3 separate regions of the Mus musculus genome follow, and regions 2 and 3 are each linked to region 1. The links are chromatin contacts, called in public Micro-C and promoter capture Hi-C maps. All regions are on one chromosome and are shown on one strand. The core of a region is the stretch at or near the end of the contact, and the rest is flanking DNA. Distances in the headings are between cores, read along the strand shown. Region 1 holds the start of Dlg5 (discs large MAGUK scaffold protein 5). Region 2 holds the start of Ppif (peptidylprolyl isomerase F (cyclophilin F)). Region 3 holds the start of Zmiz1 (zinc finger, MIZ-type containing 1).

Evidence for each region. Promoter capture Hi-C pulls out the DNA fragments that hold promoters and counts their contacts. A called contact is a pair of places that touch in the nucleus more often than the background predicts.
Region 2: a promoter capture Hi-C map of cranial neural crest shows a contact between it and region 1. The contact joins the promoter of Ppif here to the promoter of Dlg5 in region 1.
Region 3: a contact with region 1 is called in a Micro-C map of embryonic stem cells, with 9 times the contacts expected there. The contact joins the promoter of Zmiz1 here to the promoter of Dlg5 in region 1. A contact is called at or near these places in 1 of 39 promoter capture datasets (embryonic stem cells) and 1 of 484 Hi-C or Micro-C datasets (embryonic stem cells).

The regions. Positions count from the first base shown.
Region 1 is chr14:24,244,527-24,247,561 of GRCm38.p6, reverse strand. It overlaps Dlg5 (discs large MAGUK scaffold protein 5), which reads left to right and starts at 1,642. Exons shown (of 32, transcript NM_001163513.1): 1 at 1,642-2,415. The coding sequence starts at 2,112.
Region 2 is chr14:25,692,683-25,695,717 of GRCm38.p6, reverse strand. It overlaps Ppif (peptidylprolyl isomerase F (cyclophilin F)), which reads right to left and starts at 1,548. Exons shown (of 6, transcript NM_134084.1): 1 at 1,295-1,548; 2 at 215-245. The coding sequence starts at 1,486.
Region 3 is chr14:25,457,743-25,460,777 of GRCm38.p6, reverse strand. Zmiz1 (zinc finger, MIZ-type containing 1) reads right to left here and starts at 1,593. Exons shown (of 24, transcript NM_001310666.1): 1 at 1,222-1,593.

The DNA of each region.
Region 1 (3,035 bases), core at 393-2,892:
CCTGACACAGCCTGAATCATCTGAAAAAAAAAAAAAGGATTCAGGGGAGTCATTGTCTTTTTATAACATTGCTCTATGGACAGATCTGTGATATGAGCATGTCTTCAGAGAGAACTGGGCAGGACAGCTCAGCCTACTGCGGGTAGTACCATTCCCTGGGCAAGTGGTCATGGGCTATATTAGGAAGCTAGCTGGTGCATGAGCCTGGCAAGGGTGTCAGCATGCCCCATCCTCAGTGGATCCTGCTATATACTCCCTTGGCTCTAAGTGAGAATTCCTATCTTGACTTCTCTCAGCAATGGGACAGTGACCTGGAAGTGTTAAGTTAAAATACATACTTTCTTTCCCAAATTGCTTTTGGTCATGGTATTTGCCAGAGCAACAGAATATAATTAGGTCATCTTCTTGGTCACAGAAGCCCAGGCTATCTGATCAGAGAGGGATCTTCAAATGGTTTTGCTCCAGCATATTGGAATCCATGTTGGGTTATAGAAGCCTTAAAAAATGATAAAGCTATCAAACCCAGCCCAGAAAACACACGTTCACAATAGTGTTGAGATTGTTTCAGCGCCACACAGACCCTGCTGAACTTGCTCATGAAGCTACAGCTGAGAACCCCTGGTTTGATGCTCTTCTCATCCCCCTTCTCCTGAAAAATACTAGGTGAGGGAATGTAATTGGTTCTCTTCCACCATCATTCTGACATCGTCCACCATCATTCTGAGGGTCTTCTTGGTCTAATCACTATTCAGAGTTTGTTTCTATAAACAAACATGGCTTCTGGCTTCTGTCAAAGAAGGACATTTGAGATGTCTTTGCTTTGGTAACGGTGCCATCGAAAGAGTTCTTGGCCGGCCTTAGAAAGTAAGCCAGCCGTTGGAACGCAGAACTTTGCAGTCTTCTTCCCTGGGATGCAGATTCCGTTCCAGGTATGCAATTGTAGAGAGAGAGAAAGAGAGAGAGAGAGAGAGAGAGAGAGAGAGAGAGAGAGAGAGAGAGAGAGGAAGAAGGAGGAGGAGGAGGAGGAGGAGGAGGAGGAGGAGGAAGAAGAAGAAGAAGAAGAAGAAGAAGAAGAAGAAGAAGAAGAAGAAGAAGAAGAAGAAGAAGAAGAAGAGAACTGTCGGAGAAGGTAGACGGTCTTGAGCTGAAGTCATTATGGGAAGCAAGGTAACTCTGTGATTTGCTATGATCTTGGGGCGACACCAAGGAGCACTTTTCTTGACAGAAATCTCCAAGAGCCCACAGCAAACACTCCTTATGCACACCCAGGTCCTGCAAACATCCACTGCCTTTGACTCTGGAGCTCTGATACAGGTGTGCAGGATGCTATTAACTGTGAGGCAGGTTAGGGGGTTTTATTGGGAGATTTTCTAAGAAAATCTTGGAATGGGGACAAGTTCTGGAGAGGTCTTTAAATTGGAAATGACCAAGTGGGGGAGGGTTTTGCATTGTGTCCTTGGTTTGTTTTAGAATTCTTAGAAGACTCTGGACTAGGGGCAGTATGTGAACAGGGTAGGAGCAGTTTCTCTCAGTACCTTGTGGACTAAGGGCCGGTGGGGTCCGGACCCTTCCCCTTCGCCCAGTGTTTCAGTTGCCTGCTACCTCCTCCAGGCCGAAGGCGGGCCGGGGAGGAGAGAGGCCAGAGGGGCGGACCGCGGCTGTGCAGGCGGCGGTGTGGGAGCTCGGGGGAGCCGGGCCGGAGCCGTCGGGCGCCCGGCGACAATTCCCCCCGCGGCGATCGCAGTGTGCGGCGGGGCGGTGGGCGCGGAGGCGGAGCTGGAGGGGGCATGCCTGGCTGCTGCGAGGCCTCGGGGCGCGCCCCGGCCGCCGTCCCCACCTCCGCCTCCTCCTTCTCCTCCTCCGTCTCCTCCTCCTCTTCCAGTCCCGCCGCCGCCGTAGCCAACATGGCTGCGCCCCGGAGCCCGGGAGGCGGCCGTTGAGAGCTGCCCGATCGTCCCGGCCCCGAGGCTCGCAGGCCCCGGCCCATGGGCCCCGCCGCCTCGCGACTCCCGGCGCGCTAGGCTGCCGCCCAGTTCGGCGTGCAGCCCGCCGGCCTCGGGAAGCCCCGGCGCCGTCCGGCGGGGCGGGGCGGGGCGGCGCGGGCCGCCACCATGGAGCCGCAGCGCCGGGAGCTGCTCGCCCAGTGTCAGCAGAGCCTGGCCCAGGCCATGACCGAGGTGGAGGCCGTGCTTGGGCTGCTGGAGGCAGCAGGAGCGCTGAGCCCCGGCGAGCGGCGGCAGCTGGACGAGGAGGCGGGAGGCGCCAAGGCGGAGCTGCTGCTCCAGCTCCTCCTGGCCAAGGAGCAGGACCACTTCCAGGACCTGCGCGCCGCCCTGGAGAAGACTCAGCCTCACCTGCTGCCTATTCTCTACCTGAACGGCGTCGTCGGGCCGCCGCAGTCTACAGAGGGCGCGGGTGAGTGGCAGTCCCGCGCGGCCCCTCCTGCCCTCCGGCCACCCCTTCTCTCTGCAGCTCACCAAGGGGGTTGGGGGGGCCGAGGCTCAGGTCGCAGCCACCGCTCTACCTGTATGGCGCGGGTGACACCTTCTCTCTTATCCTACCCGGGGAGGGACGGATGCCTGGAACCTCATTCACACCTCCTGCCTCTGTTCTGCGGTTTTCTGGGAACAATAACCCCCTCACCGAAAGCCTTGTCTTTCCTCTCCTTGTTGCTACTGCTGCAGAGTCCTCCGGAAGCCACCAGGTCTGGTGGCGGGGCGGAGGTCGGAAGACACCTCGGAAGGATGTCGGTCAGCCCCCTTTCTAAGCTTCTCACGGTCGGCTAGCCCTTCGGGAGCCCTGGGTTGCAATCCGCAGGAAGGGAATATAGGCCAGGGGAAGATCCCCTAAGTTCTGATCCCTGCAACCCTCTTTAGGTCACTCGTGTCTTTTCACTTTGTGTCCGTGCCCGTTTCCTTCTCGTCCCCTGGACCTCAGTCTCCTAACTCGCCCAGATTTGCTGTGAATTATGCACACCGCCTTCCCCGGTTTCTTTGGAAATTGTGGGCCCGGAAAAGTTGAGGAAGTTGCATTGC
Region 2 (3,035 bases), core at 299-2,798, 1.4 Mb before region 1:
GAGCTTACATGGGCCTTCCCCTGGTTCTGAGATGTCTAGCTACTTTCAGACTGGTTAGCAGAGTTGACAACAAGGTCCAGAGAGGGACAAAAGGCTGCCTCAGGGTACTCATCAGCTGTGCTTAGGTTGAGACTCCCATATGGTCATAATCTAAGTCCTAACTCCATGCCAAGCCCACCAGCCTTGCCGGGCTCACTTTCCACGTAAGCCTTACCTGCAGTCTTTGGCACGACATCTGCCTTTAACTATGGTGAAGGAAAAGGAACAGAAAAGGATGGTCAGTCCAGAAGCAGGTGCAAAAAAGATCCCCCTCACCATTCACACCCAGAGGCCAGGGCATCATGACAAAGAAGAACAGGGCCATTCCCTTCCATGACCACCAACCCTCCTCGGAACTGCCAAAGCCACTATCGTTTCTGCCAGCTGCTTCCTGAACCCAACCAAAGCTTGCTTGAGACAGCCTTAGTTTCTTATCCGAAGAAACTAGTGCCATCCTGGCCCACTTCCGGGACAGAAATGTCAGCTGGAGGCCCTCGGCATGAGTCCCTGGACCAAGAGTAAGTATCACATTAGAATTAGCTGACCTTCCTCAGTGCTGGGGGAAACTGAGGCTCACAGAAGGGAAGGAGGGGACCGTCATCCAAGCCTGCCTCATGCCTCTCAACTTCTCTTAAGAATCCCTCTTCACCAAACAGAGTTGGGGAGGTACTCCTCATTTTCCAAACGAGGAAAATGAGGCATAATAAAAAATGCCAGCTCCCCTCCCCCAGTAGATCGGCAGTCTAACTGGTACCTTTGTTCAAAGCAGAACAGCCTAAAGGCTCCTGGGATGGCCTCCTGATAACCTTGGTGTCTGTTTCCTACTTTTCTTTTTAAGGGTCAAATCTCAGGGAATGGAGAGGGCTTGGGCAGCCAGAACCTTCTCACTTGCATTCCCTGTGTCTCCTCTTAGGCAACCAGGCCTTGGGGGCGGATCCGGAGTGCGCTCAGGCCACCACGTGAGCACCTGGCAACACCTGGACCTCAGCTACCCACCCCAGAGCTCTGGGTCCAACCTCGGACGCAGAGGGTCTAGGAAGCCCAACGTCGGTCCAGGCCGGTCAGTGGGCTGTCACTCAGTACGATCTGACCTTGACCTTTTCCTCCACACCCCCCAGGGTTTTGAAAAGCCCCGAACGGACCAAGCTGATGCCGCCTCTTCTGAGAGAGGGAAACTGAGGCTCAAGGTCACCTGATGTGCCAGGCACAGTACAGGGCCCGGGAAGTCCAGGTTTTCCAAATGTCCAAGCCTCACCTCCAGCACCACGCGGCCGAGCGGCTGTCCATCGGCGCCCACGTCCAAGTACACGAGCGGGTTCCCGGAGGAAGAGTTCGCGCCGCGGGCTCCGCCGTCGCTGCAGGTACGGGTCGCGGAGAGGAGCAGCGGCGCGGAGCGCGGGCCGGAGAGCAGACCGAGCAGGCGGGGGCCGCAACGCAGCGCTAGCATCGCTGTCGCGGGTCGGGCGAGGGCGCGCGGAAGAACTCAGAGCAGACACAGGCAAGGTCGTACGACCCAGGAAGCGATACCTAGGCCGCGCGCCGCCGCCTTTATTGGTCGGCTGGCTTCGAGACCACGCCCCCCTCCACGCCTCCGCCGCGCCCCCTCGGAACCTGTTCGCTAGCGTCCCCTGCCGGTTGCCGCTGGCAGCGTAATCGGCTCGTGCGTTGTGCCCCGCCCTCCATCCCTACACACTGAGCCGGAAGTCCTTTGAAAGTGCTTCTAGATCAAGAGAAAGGTTGATCCTGAGATTCAGAAAGACGTGGGGGGGTGTAGGTGGGGGAATCTGAGGTGGCTCAGAAAGGGAGAGATAACAGAAAGAACAGAGAAGCAGAGATACAGTCTAAGACACCCACAAGGTGACCTCAGGCTGCCGGCTCCAGGGCTGAGTTTGTCTCCTTTTGCTTCTAGAGACCAGATCCTCCGCCAGGACTGAAAATACAGTTTGCCGAACCAATAGTGCATCTGCCAGGCCTCAGTCCCAGCCCACTCTGACAGCCCTTGTCTGTTCCCACCACCTCCAGCCAGGCCAGCAGAGTGCGGGGCTAGATTTACACCCCCTGGAATGCCCCCTAGATTTACATTCACCTGGAATAAACTTCCTTGCCAACTGCACCACACCTGCAGGTAACTTCCTAAGCAACCATTCTCTAGGGATGCCAGGAAGTTGGCAGTGTGTGATATAAAAGGAAAGGAGCCTGCAGAAGAGCCACAGGCAGGACTTTAAACCCTGGTGCACTGGGCACAGCACCAGCCTGGGAATCAAATGAATGCCAGCCAGCGAGAGCATGTGAGCCAACACAGTTAGGAAACTGAGGCTCAGAAAGAGAAAAAGGCTCTAACTAGGGCTAGAAAACCCTGGTTCCCTACTGCTGGATTCAGCCAGTCCTGCAACCAAGGAAGCGATGAGAAATTACCCTGCTTTCTACTCATACCTGTTCTGAGGATAAACAAACAAGAGAGAGAAGCATTTGTTAACTGTTAAATGCTGTTCTGTGTTCAACAGCGATGGGCATAGCCTAGACTGTGTGCTCAGAGCATAGCGGGGAATCTCCAGTGCAAGGTCCCAAGGTCCTGAGAGGCGGGAGCAGGAAAGGAGCTGAGAGCCTTAGGAGCCGGGGAGCCTGGCCTGTCCCACCCAAGATTCAGTTGGGGGGTGTGTGTGTGTGGAGAAGCCATGCTGGTCCAAGTAGTCTATGAAATCAGGGCATGCTCCCCGCCTCACACATGGCAGCCTGAACCCTCTTGTGATGGTCCACAGCTCTCTGCTTTGTGCTACTGGCCTTGATGGGTTGTATACCAGTCCCTAGTCTAGGGTGGGTCTCACCCAACCCCACATAGGGCCCCGTCTTTTCTTGTCAGTGTGTATCAAAGGGAGCTGCCTGCAAGGGGAACTCACTTGCCCTCCGCTCTGCCTGAGCCATTGGCACATTTTCTAAAATCTATGCAACAGCAGTGCACACTTAGACTGGAAGGGAGTGGAGAGGAACCACCACAC
Region 3 (3,035 bases), core at 344-2,843, 1.2 Mb before region 1:
AGTGTCTTTTAAACCGGAGGCTGTGGCCGGCTCCTGGCCTTCTCCCGCGGCTTCGGGGCAGTCTCCCGTGAAAATCTGCTGGCGCACAATGGCCGGGAGAGGAGGCCGCCCCTCTCCCGCGCCCCCACCGCTCCAGGGCGGGGAGCCTGCCCTCTGCACCGCGCCCTCTCCCCGCCTGGCCAGCTTCCTGGACAGATGTCTCCGGCCAGGGGGCGACGCGCTCCCGCAGCCTGCACCGCGACACCGAGGCCGTGCTCCCCACTGTTTTCTCCCTGGCCCTGACGCCAGGAATGTGAAACAAGCTTTCTGAGCTTCCCTCCCACAATCCGGACCGAGCTTCAGCTCCGGCCCGGCCCCTCAATCTCCTCCCGGGTCGGCCTCCCACTCCCCCGGGGCCACCGCCGCCGGAGACAGAGAGGAAGAAAGAACACGGGGAAATTACTTTCGTATTTGCAACGCGCGCGCACACACACACAGACACATCTTCCCCTTGGGCTCGCCTCCCGACTGGGGCAGCCCCGGCCAGGCGTTGGCCTGAAAGCCCCTTCGGCTTCCGAAGCCCGAACGAGAAGCCTCGACACATCTCTTCAACGTGTCCTGCTTCAGCCACGCGCCGCGTTTCCCTGGGCTATTCTCCCCCCAAAACAACTTAACCGCGCCCCCATCTCCCATGTACAAAAGTGTGTTCTCCATAGAAATTCGGAGGCACAACTTAACACCACCAACCCTTGCCACCCTAGAATCCAGCGCCTTCCCGGAGGTTCTCCTACGCACACAGGAGCACAACTTCACATCTTTCCAAAAGAGGCAAGGGAGAAGCAGCCAGTCCTTCCCGGGTCCTCTCCTCCCTCCTCCGAATCCGTATCCCGGCTGGCTCCCGACTGATCGGAGCGACGGCTGGGAGGCGCGCCGGCAGGAGGCGGGCACCGAGTCCGAGCGCACAACCGCACCGGCGCCCCGTACACCCGAAGAACCCCGGGTCCCCGCGCTCATCCGGAGCCGCTCTACACAAGCTGGGCGCTCGCTGGTGGCCAGAGCCTCCGCCCCCGGCGGCCAGAGCAGCGGGCCGAGCCTGCACGGCTGGCTTCTTTCGCCCGGCCAGAGCTAAACCTTTAAGAGGAAAGCCCTAGTATAGTACACGGCGCTCGCACCCCGATGATCCGCCGGGAGCGGGTGGAAGCCTCGGTGTTAACGGGCGCTTGGCTCTGTCCCCAAACTTACCGGGCGCTGCGAGCACCACTGCCACCGCTGGAGGACGCGCCGCCGCCACCGCCGTGTAGGGCAGGCTGGAGCCGGGAGGAGCGCAGCGAGAGCGCGGAAATCCACTCGGCTCCGACTCCGGCTCCGGCTCCTCACCGGCCGGGGCTAGGGTCAGCGCGCTGCGCGGGCGCTGCTCGCTTGCTCTGCAGCCGGATCGCTGCTCGCCCGGCCGGCAGCTTGCTCTCCCGGGCGCCCGCCGCCGCCGCCGCTCGCTTTTTTAATGTCCACAGACAGTGAAAAGGAACTCGGCGTTAGGGGGTGAGTAAGTGAATCAACTCGCCCGGAGCCGAGCAAGTTGAAGTGTCAGATTACATTGGCTATTCTATTTCCAAAGGGCCCCGCGCCGCCGGCCTCCCGCAAAAGCCGGCACGGAGTCACGGCGGGAGCGGAGTGCCGCGCCTCCGGCGCGCAGCTCTGCTTGCCTTGGTTCGCTCTCCATCTGCGCGCTCGCTGCGCTCTCCTTTTCTCTTTTCCTTTCCTTTCCGCCTCTCTCCTTTCCCTTCTTTTCCTCCCTTTCTTCTCCGTTCCCAGGTCTCAGCTCTTTTCCGAACCCTGTTAGGCACCGCGCCACCCTCACCCTCCTCTGCTGCTCGTTCACTCTCGTCCCTCTTCTCGCCTCCCTTCGCTGCTCTTTAACGCCCCCCTCTCCGCATCCCATAAGTTTGGAGCGGAGAGACTGATGTGCCTAGGAAGGGATCACATTGGTAGGAGCAAAATTACTTCCAGAAGGCGTACCCCGCTTCCTACTGGTCCCCTGCAGGAGTGCACTGAGACCTCAGGTGCTGTCAGCTATCTGAATTGGGGTGACTGGATTGCTAATGAGACACTGTGTGCGAAACTTCCATGTAGATTTTGGGATTATTCCTAAAACAGGGTGAGAGAGGGTGAGAGGACCCTAACCTTCACTACCACCGGTGACGCAGGGGAGACTAAAGTGCGCCTCCATTGACATCTTGAGAAAGAGCGAGAGGTGCAGCGAGAACCATAAATACCCACTACTACTTGAAGTTAAGAGCAAGGACGCCTTAGTGCCTGGTAGGGAGCGCCTGGGGCGCTGAGAGCCGAGCGCTCCCGCTTTGCAGAGGTGGAAATAACCCAACCAAGCCCACAGCCCAGGGCTGGGCTCCACTCCTACAGTGGCGAAGAGCACTCACGAAGCAGTTAGGTGCGCTCACTTGCGGAGGTTCCCCTCACAGACCGGCCCCCAAGTGTATCCAAGTGCGCACTCCCTTTGGCTCTTGTCCATTACCACTCACACAGAAACTCCTACACAAACGGCAAACGGGTTTGCGCCTACCTTACAGCATGGCACGCATACTTCTCATAGCACGCATGACCCCCTCCACACACTTGTACACACACTTTCCATCCCAGTTATGCCCGTGCACCTGGAGTCATACAATTGAACACACAAATATAGTGTACACCACCCCCGGTACGTTTAAAAACAAAACAAAACACGAGGCATTCCCCCGTGCACTACCTCTCACATTCGCGTACACATACCACACATGTTCCCCTTACTCTTCCACATCCCTTCCTCAACCCCACCCGCCTCTCGATTAGAGGTAATGTAGTCCTAAAGACAACAAGCGTCTAGGCTGGACCCGCGCGCGCGCGCGCGCGCGCACGCGCTCCCCTTCAGGACAGGCGGGGGAGGCTTGGGTCTGAGCCCGCTAGGGACTCCAGGTGTGGCGATAACTCCGTGCTCCGCGTTTTGCAGGCAGCCACGGTGTCGGAGGCGAGGCGAGGAAGGGAGCTGGAATAACAAAGGC